Regions from separate parts of the Mus musculus genome. Here region 1 is linked to region 2. Evidence: chromatin contacts called from public HiChIP or PLAC-seq data. All regions are on one chromosome and are shown on one strand. Each heading gives the region's core, a stretch centred on a gene start, on an enhancer-like site or on the middle of the called end of the contact. The rest is flanking DNA. Distances are from core to core; before and after follow the strand shown.

Region 1 (5,343 bases), core at 439-2,938, 210 kb after region 2:
ACTCAAGCCCAGGCTCATGTACCATAAGCACTTTGCCCATTAAGCCATCCTGCCGGCCTCCCTTGGCTTTTGTAAGAGCTGTGAAAGCAGTAATCATCTTTTAGGAGCAGACCTCACTCAGGAATGTCGTCAACCCCATCCTTTGGCTGGCGTATGACCTTCCCACAGAAAGCCTGGGTCGTCTTGTCCTTACCTCTGGAGCGGTGCCTAAGAACCAGGAACACTGCGTCTGTCTGACTGACCAAGAATTAGGAGCAATCTTTCAACGAAGCCGAAGCCTGGGTTTCAGAAGACCGCCATGTTCTAGGTTAGGTGGGCAGCCATGGTGCACAACTCCAAATCTGTGGTTCTAAAAGGATTCCTAGAGAAGCCACAAAAACCCAGACCACCAGCGAGTGTCCTCTCAGACCTCATTCTCCATCTCGCCCAGGAGCAACTTCCTGGCTCCTCCCACGGTGCTCCGCATACAGGTATTATACCCTGGAGGATGCCAGGATGCAGTAAGAAACCTTCAAGCCAGGACTGCCCCTTCCTTTTCTGTGCCCTCTGCATTTAAATGGCAATTCCTTCCTAAAAGAATCACAACAAGAAGGGATGTCACCCACTCCCCTCTTCAAACAAGATCTTATAAAAACCGATACCAACGCTTTTCTTTAATAACATTTTACCATTTTGATTCCAACTATAGCTTTATGGCTACGGAGCAACTGCAGAATATGTATGCAGATATAAATACTGTAGCTATAAATGTAGAAAATAAACTTCAAAAGAGTGATTTTTAAAAATGAAGTCATTTTGACTGGTATCACTTGCCATTTTCTAACTACAGATCAATAACGCATCCAGAGTTCAATTCAGAATATTTTCATTTAATTTCTGTAATATTAGGTACTCACTATAGACATCAAGACATCAATAATACTTCAGAGGCTGGGGTGGAGGACACTTCTGTAGACAGTTCCAATATGCATATAAAAACAGTTTAAACAGGGCATGAGAATTACAGGTGTCACGTGACCTGTACTTCGGTAGAGGCAGAGGATTGTAAGCGTGAGGCTAGCCTGGACTATGTAGTGAGCTTGTATATAGCCTGGGCTAGGAAGAGGCCCTGACTTGAAGAAGAAGAAGAAGAAGGAGGAGGAGGAGGAGGGGGAGGGGGAGGGGGAGGGGGAAGGAGGGGGAGGGGGAGGAGGGGGAGGGGGGGGAGGAGGGGGAGGAGGGGGAGGGGGGAGGGGGGAGGAGGAGGTCCATCAATCAAGCTCTGTATTAGTTCTTTTTTCTCATGGCTGTAATAAAGCAGCAGTGATGGTTCAGGGGAAGAGGGTTCATGTGGCTCAGACTGGGGGGAGGCCATACACCATGTGCAGAAGCCGTGACGAAGCTCAAGGCAGCAAGGTCATGAGGAGGTGGCTCCTTAGTCATCTGACAGACCAGGAACTGGAGCACATGAGAGAAAGGAGCAGGGCTAACACAGCCCTAAGGACCCACCACCCCCGTCACCCCCTTTCTCCAGCGAGGCTGACTTTCTAAAGTTCTACAGTCTCCCCCAAAATGAGCATCATCACCTGGGAACCAAGTGTTCAAACACACAAGCCTATTAGGGACTCAAACAGTAAGGTGCTCCCTGCCCAAATGCTCCCTGCCCATGCCCCCTCCCCCACCACTCACCACCCCAGTTCTGCCCAACCACAGGCCCTGAGCAACAGGACTAAAGCAACCAAGGGTGGATCTTCAGAAACCACCAGCCAAAAGCACAGCACACACAAGTAGCAAGATCCATTTGAGTACAGAGTAGAGCTGACACCCAACTGTCACCAGATAAAAGCTAACATCATGATTATAGTCACAGTCGCCTGGGCTGCTGTCTGCTTGTCCCAAACAAGAGGCAGGGCATGTCTGTCTCAAGTCTCCTTCTCCATGCACATATCCACCTTTCTTGGTGACTAACATCAGGCTTTCCGGTCCAGTCCTAAGCATGACTCCTGCAGAGCCTGACTGTTGACCCCCAGCTAGTTTCCTGTGTCTGCAGTCAGCTTGTTCCCACTGTAGACAGCAACTGTGTGTGTGTGTGTGTCTGTGTGTGTGTGTCTGTGTGTGTGTGTCTGTATGTCTGTCTGTCTGTCTGTCTGTCCACCTGACTGTGGGCATGTGTTTTTGAATGCAGGTACCTAAGGAAGCCAGAAGTGTTTCAGACCCCATGGAGCTCAAGTTGTGTGCTAGGAAACCAAACAGGTTCTCGTCAAGAAAAGCACGGGTCCTTAGCCACTTATTCCCGTTGCCCCCCTTTAAGAAATTCACTTTTCTTGGGGTGTGTGTGTGAGAGAGAGAGAGAGAGAGAGAAAGCTGCTCTTCCAGAGGTCCTAAGTTCAATTCCCAGCAATCACATGGTGGCTCACAAATGGGATTGGACACCCTCTCCTGGTGTGTCTGAGGACAACAACAATATACTCACATAAAATAAATAAATCTTTAAAAAAAAAGAAAAGAAAAAATATATAAAAAAGAAAAAAGCTGGATGTGGTGGCGCACACCTTTAATCCCAGCACTTGAGAGGCAGAGGCAGGTGGATTTCTGAGTTTGAGGCCAGCCTGGTCTACAGAGTGAGTTCCAGGACAGCCAGGGCCACACAGAAAAACCCCGTCTCGGGAAAAAAAGAAAAAAGAAAAGAAAAAGAAAAAGAAAAAAGAAAAAAAGCAAGGGTTTCCTGTACTGAAACTTATCCTATAGACCAGGCTAGCCTCAAATTCAGAGATCTCTATGCCCATCTCCCAAGTGCTGGGATTAAAAGTGTGTACCATCACACCCAGCACTACATTTTCTTATAATGGGATTTAGTAACATATTTAAATGCAGTAATGCTATAAAAAATTTATTACTTGTGAATCTAGCTGTTTTATCAGTCTAGTGAATACTTAGGATGAAATGAAATGTGTTTGGGGGATTTGGGTGTTATTTAAAAACAATTAAGGGGCTGGAGAGATGGCTCAGCAGTTTAGAGCGTGTGTTACTCTTGCATAAGACCCCGGATCTATTCTCAGCACCGTGTGGTGGCTGCACAACCATCCATTACTCCTGCTCCTGGGATCAGACATCCTCTTCTAAACTCTGTGGGCACCAGGCGTGCACACCGCACACATACATTCATGCAGGGAAAACATTCATACATATATAATAAAGATATAGATAAATCTTTTAAAAGGTAAAAAGAAAACAGTAAGAAGCTAAGTACACGAGGCAGGCAGAAGTATTAGGCTTGAGGCTAGCCTGGGCTACACAGCCATAGACAGGTCATCCAGGGCTACATGACAAGACTATCTCAAACAAAAAGCATTTTCGGAAATAAGTAAACAGTCAGGCTAGAGATCAGCGAGGAAGGTACTTGTTCTATAAGCAGCAAAACCGAAATGAGAGCCTCAGCTTTAAGGACAAAGCCAAGCACTGGCCGATTAAAAGGACCCCTGGAGCTCAAGGGTCAGCCATCCTAGCCCTGTCGGCGAGCCCTAGGTTCCTGTGACAGACTTGTCTCTGAAGAACAGGATGGTTTCAATGCCTTTCCCCAGAACAAAGCAAGGTGGACAGCTCCTGAGGGAAGATGTCCAAGGCGGACCTTTAACCTGCACACATGTAAACAGGCCCACACATATGTGTGTGCATGCACATATGAAAATGACTAGGTAAGCCTCTAACCATTGTGCAATAGTTTATAGGGGCTAGAGAAATATCTCCGGGTTAAGAGCACTGACTGCTCTTCCAGAGGACCCAGGTTCAATTCCCAGCAACCACATGGTAGCTCACAACCTCCAGTTCCAAGAGAATGGATGCCCTCTTCTGGTCTCTTCAAGCACTGCACACATATAGTGTAGAGACATACATGTAGCCAAAATAACCATACACACAAAATAGAAATAAATGTGTTTTAAAAAAGCAGGGTAGGGGGCTGGTGAGATGGCTCAGTGGGTAAGAGCACCCGACTGCTCTTCCGAAGGTCCAGAGTTCAAATCCCAGCAACCACATGGTGGCTCACAACCATCCGTAACAAGATCTGACTCCCTCTTCTGGTGTGTCTGAAGACAGTGTATTTACATATAATAAATAAATAAATCTTTAAAAAAAAAAAAAAAAAAAAGCAGGGTAGTTGCCGGGCGTGGTGGCACACGTCTTTAATCCCAGCACTTGGGAGGCAGAGGCAGGTGGATTTCTGAGTTCGAGGCCAGCCTGGTCTACAGAGTGAGTTCCAGGACAGCCAGGGCTACAGGGCTATACACAGAGAAACACTGTCTCGAAAACCAAAAAAAAAAAAAAAAAAAAAAAAAAAAAGATATAAAAATGAAAAAGGGAGAGAGAAATAAAAAGCACAGAGAACCCCCCACTCTGTAAGAGTGCCACTGCTGGGAGCTGGAGAGATGGCTCAGTGATTAAGAGTGCCGACTGCTCTTCCGGAGGTCCCGAGTTCAAATCCCAGCAACCACATGGTGGCTCACAACCATCCGTAACGAAATCTGATGCCCTCTTCTGGTGTGTCTGAAGACAGCTACAGTATACTCACATACATTAAATAAATGAATAAATCTTAAAAAGAAAAGAAAAAAAAAAAAGAGTGCCACTGCTTACACGGTGCATGTGCATGTACACATGCATGCATACGCGCGTGCGCATGTGCGCACACGCGCGCGCACATATACACATGATGATCACAAACGGCGCTTACAGGCACTCACTCAGCTCTCTCTCTTGGGTCAGCACCGTATAAGGCCATGGTCTCAGTGTCAGATATGGAATTGGTTTTCACGGGACCAAGGATCAAACCCAAGCGAAGTGTTCTACCAATTGATGCCTCTGTGGACCTCTGTTGTCCCAGAATGTAGAAAATGACCAACGAAACGCATTCAAAATCTAAGTCTCTGAAGTGTGTCTTTGTTCTCGGACATTGTACAGAACTTAGAAACCAAAAGCACGCAGGGAAGGTGGGAAGAAGAAAGAAAACCCAAAAAAGGAATAAAACATCAAATATGTCATAGGAATCAACAAATGAAGGGGGTGCCGCTTGTGAGATGCAGTCTGTAATCCCAGCACTTAGGGTGGAGGCAGGAGGCTGCACACCTTGAGGGAAGGAAGGTGCATTTGCAGGCCAGCAGAAAACAATCTCTGTTTCGGTTTTTTAAGGCAAGATTTCACATAGCCCGGGCTGCAGTTCTATTCACTAAACTATGGATCCCCCTGCCTCGTCCTCTGAGTGCTGGGATCGCCAGTGTAAAGCTGAGGAGATCTGCCCTCAGATGACAGGGGCATCTATACAAGCCTTGAGTCCTAGGGAGAGAACCTCCAGCCAGACATTTGTCTGAT
Region 2 (4,864 bases), core at 444-2,943:
AATCTAATATAATCTATAAGTAAATTATTAGTACTCTTATCTTATCAAATTGATGTGGAGAAAAAGGTTGGTTGTGTCATACTGCAGAAGAGAAAGAAGTGGTTTTGCTAATCCTAGATAGAAAGCACTTCTTAACTTCAAGAGGCTGTCATCATGCAGTTTAAAGAACTATAGAACCAGCTGAAATTGGGAGGTTAAAGTTAACATACAACTGCTTCTGGCTCCCTGGGAATCATTATTAAGAATCTGAAGGCTTCCTAATTTGTGATGACTCAGACGCACTCCGCAGCTCACTTAAGTCTCATTAGTCTCTCCATTGCTTACCTATTGATGATCTGTACCAGTTGTTAATCAGAACAGTTGCTTTCTGAATTCTTATTGTAGAATACTCTTTTAAAGGCTCCCACTTTCCCACAAGGTTATTGGAAATAAATGTAGGTGGTTTTCCACATTCCACTTCTATCAGCTTACAGATTCATTGATCCTGTGTAGTCTCCTCTCCTTCACAGCTCTGCATGTTCCGTTTGGGTTACGGTTCATTTATTAACTATTTTTTTGTGTGTGAATGTGTTTATAGCAGTCATATTACTTGTGTTTATTTTGGGTTGGTATAGGTTTTTTGTAAATACAAAGTTTTAAAGTAACAAATTGAAGAAAATCCTCTGCCACCTTCAATACTTTTTTGTGAATCTGTTGTTTAGTTGACTTCAGAAGTGCTCACACAAAAAATACATTGTAACTCTTTCTCCCTTCCTCACTTCTTCCCCTCACCACCACTCCCCCCCCCCCTTCAGAGGTGCCTCTGTAATAACAGCCTCTCACATGAAAAAAAAACCATTATATTCATTGTCACCTGGCTTTACATGGTGTGAGACAGACTGAAATATCTCTGACTTTACGTTACTTGTCAGCATCAATGGTTTAAAATGAGTGTATACAAGCAGTCGTGAATTGTTTTATCTTATAGATTAATTGATACTACTATAGCTTGTAACATTTTAAAATAATTTTGAAAATGACTTAATTATGTTTATTAGTGAAATGGTTATATCATATATAGTCTAAATATTTAGGTTTTAAAATTAATGAAAAGTGATTATTCTTTATGCTCCAAGTGGGTTTCATTTTAAACAAAAGCAAAAGGAAGAAGGAAGTGTGACCTGCCACTGCACGCACAGTGTTTATTTTTATTTCCTACCCAAAAAAATGATCACTTTTGTACTTCTGAAGTGGTATTTATAGAAATGGTACTGTGTTGCAGTTTCAGAAGAAGGAGAACTTGGGTTTGGATTTGAAGCTGTGGATGAGGAGCAGCTGAAGCACCCAAGCCTCCAACCAGCCTCAAGCCAGCGCATGGCTGTGGCAATCACGTCTGTTAGCTGTCTCTGTGGCCTGAGGCAGTTCTGTTTCCTGTTTGCTTGCTCTCCTTCAGCTTCTTTGTGTCACTTTATCAATGAGCAGAAAACTTTTAGCTCAGAGAGCAAAGGGACAGGAGAGGGACTGTCTTAAGCATGTTTTACTTGTGTCAGCCTAGATGGGCTTTGTGATAGGCCATCTGGATGGAGAGGATTTCCTCAGAATGTCAAGTATGTCGTGAGATTTTGAGCTGGGGTTTTCTTGCAGTGTCCGGAAAGGCAGCAGGAAACAGGCAGAAATGCTAAGAGCGGAAGACAGCTTGCCAGTGGCTTCAGTGTGTGATTCCTGTATGTAGAAGAGTCCTGTCTGTCACACTTGACTTGCTTGAACAAAAGAGGCTGGAGGTGGGGACTAATCAAGATCCTGTTCTTCCCTGCACTCTTAAGTGTGCCCGAAAAGAATGGCATAAGTGTTGGCCTAAGTGCTCTGAGTACTTAAAACTGCTCACTTTATAACAAGTGTGTGCTACACGGTTTTCTTCTCCTAAGAAGCATACTCTTCTTAGATATTAATTAGATATTAATCCTTTCTCAAGAATAATATATTACATAAGTTAGTTATGTAATGTACTATTATCCTTGAGAAAAGAATAGAAAGCACTAGCTTTTCGTGGACAGCAATTTAAAATAGTGCCTCCTAAAAAATCAGATTGTATATTTCATCCTCAGTCAGGTCCAACCAAAGCCCTCATGGAAACAGAATTATCTGCACATATTTTAAATTTTGTATTGGATTAATGATAGAATAGTTACTATTTTTTTGAAACTAGGTACCATCCTTGGATTACAGTAGTAAAATGACCTTTTTTCATGTTTTTTTTTTAATTAAGATATTTATTTGTTTTATGTATGTATGCTCTATCTGCAATTATACCTATGTGCCAGAAGACGGGGCATCAGATCCCATTGTAATTGGTTGCAAGCCACCGCATGATTGCTGGGAATTGAACTCGGGGACCTCTGGAAGAGCAACCAATGCTCCTAACTGCTGAGTCATCTCTCCATCCCCCTTTTTCATTTTCTTAAACACAATTTTTTGTGTTATATGCTAGATGACTTTTAGTGACAATAGCTTACAAGGGAAAAGCAGTCTTTTTTAAAGTAGATAAGTGTGTCTCAGTGTTCTGTTGCTGTGAACCATGGCCAAAACAACTCTTCTGAAAGAAAGCTTGGAATGAGGGGCTTCCGTACTGTCTCAGAGGTTTAGTCAATTATGCTCATGGTGGGGAGTGTGATAGCATGCAGGCAGGTGCTGGAAAAGAAGCTGAGAGCACCTGGTCCTCCAGCAAGGCCACACCTCCTAAGTAGTGTCACCCCATGGTAACTAAGTATTCAAATATATGAGCCTGTGGGGACCATCCTTATTTAAACCACCCAAAGTATTATTTCACTTTCAAAATCAGAAAGGAGTCTTGCTTTTGTTATCATTGTATTGTTAAACAGAGGTAATGAATATTACTGATTACTACAAATTTAAAATACCTGAGTTTTAAAATATTATTTAGTTAAAAACTCTTCTTCTAGAAGATTTTTACTTCGGAAATAAGATATTCAGATTAGTAAGAAACATTAAACCCTGCCCGAGTGTGTCTATATGTGCATTTGTGTTTCCAGCATAGACCTTTTCCTTTGGTTTGTTGTTTTGTTTTTAAATTTGTTTATTTTATGTGTATGAGTACACTGTGGCTGTCTTAAGACACACCTGAAGATCTTATTACAGATGAGCCACCATGAGGTTTCTGGGAATTGAACTCAGGACCTCTGGAAGAGCAACCAGTGCTGTATGTGTGTGTGTGTGTGTGTGGTGTGTGTGTGTGTGTGTGTGTGTGTGTGTGTGTGTGTGTGTGTGTGTGCGCGCGCGCGCGCACGCTTTCCTTACAGTTATTTCCTGGAATTAATCTTAGCTATTGCAGAATGCAAATTGGCATTGACTCTTTGATATAGAGTTACATCATTTCTGACTCTCTGCAGACGTATTTAATGACAACCCAGTCCGGTTAATAGTCAAACAATAAAGGTAAGTTGCTGGGTGATGAAGAAGTGCCTCTGCCAGTAGGGAAAAAACAAACTTCTGTATCTCTTTCTCCTTTTTTCCCCCTGTTCCACTAACTGGCAAATTAGTTATAGATTTTGTTGTGTCTTTAAGAGGAGGTATTTGAAGGCCTTGGAGTACTTTGTAATGATTCCATACCTCTCGTTACTGGTAATATGCATTGAATATCATATTTATAAGTTTACAGAAGGATTTTCACTTAATTGAACAAAAAAGTCCATAACATAATTTTACTTTACTCTTTGGGGTCCCTCCAAGCCTCATGCCAGCAGAGGAAGGATTCTCTGTGCAAGAAGGAGACCCTGGTCAGCGCTCCTCAGTAGCTGGTGCTAGTTCAAACTTCCAGTCTTGACACTAGACAGTTAATCTTAGACATATTTAAGTACAGTACAGTACAGTTTGGGAGAAAAGTTTCCTGGTAACAATGATCTCAACCCCACGTTCACAAAAAAACTTAAAGTGTAAAACTCTTTTGTCAAGCACATTTGACTTGTAGAGTGAAGATGGGTTCTGTAAGGGCCTGGGATCTGGTGTGCTGTCTGACTGAGACAGCTTAGAGGAGAGCAGGCTATCACGTGACATTCCCTACTAAGGGTGGTGTATTGTCTAAGAAACAGCGCTTAAGATAAAGCTCTGGGGAGGGAGAGTCTGGGATAAACGTACTAATCTGGGATCCCTGAGCTATCTATTCCCAGCCTCCTGGGTGGAAGGCATGCCTATGTATCCTCCTGTTGAAGAGACCAGCCGTGTGCTCAACAGCCCTGGTTTCTCTAGTCCTTATCTGTGAGCAGGAGGACCTCAAAAGTACTCTTTACAAAACTTTTTTGTGTGTGTGGCAGGGTGGTGCTTGCACACTCCTTTAATCCCAGCACTTGGGTGACAGAGGCAGGTGGATCTTTGTGAGTTTGAGGCTAGCCTGATCTACAGAGTTCCTGGATAGTCAAGGCTACATAGAGAGAAACCATCTCCTAAAACCACAAACAAAAAATTACTTTGCTTACATTTTTTTTATAGGAAATTCATCTGAAAATTCTCTGAAATCCTATTTCCCAGAGACTTGTTCCTGCATTTCCGTGTGTTTACCAACTGAAACCACTCTGCACAGACAGACACTACAGCATTGATGCTGAGCTGCAGGGTTTCCTCTACAGTGTGTTCGTTCTGTAGTCAGCATATGTTTGTGATTATAAATATGCACTGGCCTTTTTATGATCTGTGTGGCATGCCACAATATAGTGACTTATTTGATTAACACCTGCTGACTGTCATTTGGGCTGTACAGTTGTTAAACTGTATGTGCTGTTTTAATGGTTTCTCCAAGTTCTTACTCTGGACATTTCTAGTGTTCTTGTGTAATCTGCCATTACTCTTCTGTCTGGCATTTTAGCCAGGAGTG

The links. HiChIP or PLAC-seq counts read pairs in DNA pulled down with a chosen protein or histone mark.
Region 1: an H3K27ac HiChIP or PLAC-seq map of the HPC-7 cell line shows a contact between it and region 2, with 6 times the contacts expected there. The contact joins two enhancer-like sites. A contact is called at or near these places in 3 of 39 promoter capture datasets (the C10 cell line, stem cell-derived epiblast-like cells and trophoblast stem cells), 2 of 484 Hi-C or Micro-C datasets (both in embryonic stem cells), 1 of 115 datasets of contacts at active chromatin or transcription factors (the HPC-7 cell line) and 1 of 9 other capture datasets (embryonic stem cells).

The regions. Positions count from the first base shown.
Region 1 is chr17:83,608,348-83,613,690 of GRCm38.p6, forward strand. All of the region lies in intron 1 of Kcng3 (potassium voltage-gated channel, subfamily G, member 3), which reads right to left. Among named protein-coding and RNA genes, the nearest start is that of Kcng3, 21 kb to the right of the region's middle. Within about 2 kb of position 1,689, at least 4 of the 459 cell types and tissues checked have an H3K27ac peak or open chromatin away from gene starts, as enhancers often do. A contact at or near this core is called in the HPC-7 cell line, where this site is marked.
Region 2 is chr17:83,396,253-83,401,116 of GRCm38.p6, forward strand. The region is part of intron 1 of Eml4 (echinoderm microtubule associated protein like 4); the gene reads left to right. Among named protein-coding and RNA genes, the nearest start is that of Eml4, 48 kb to the left of the region's middle. Within about 2 kb of position 1,694, at least 147 of the 459 cell types and tissues checked have an H3K27ac peak or open chromatin away from gene starts, as enhancers often do. A contact at or near this core is called in the HPC-7 cell line, where this site is marked.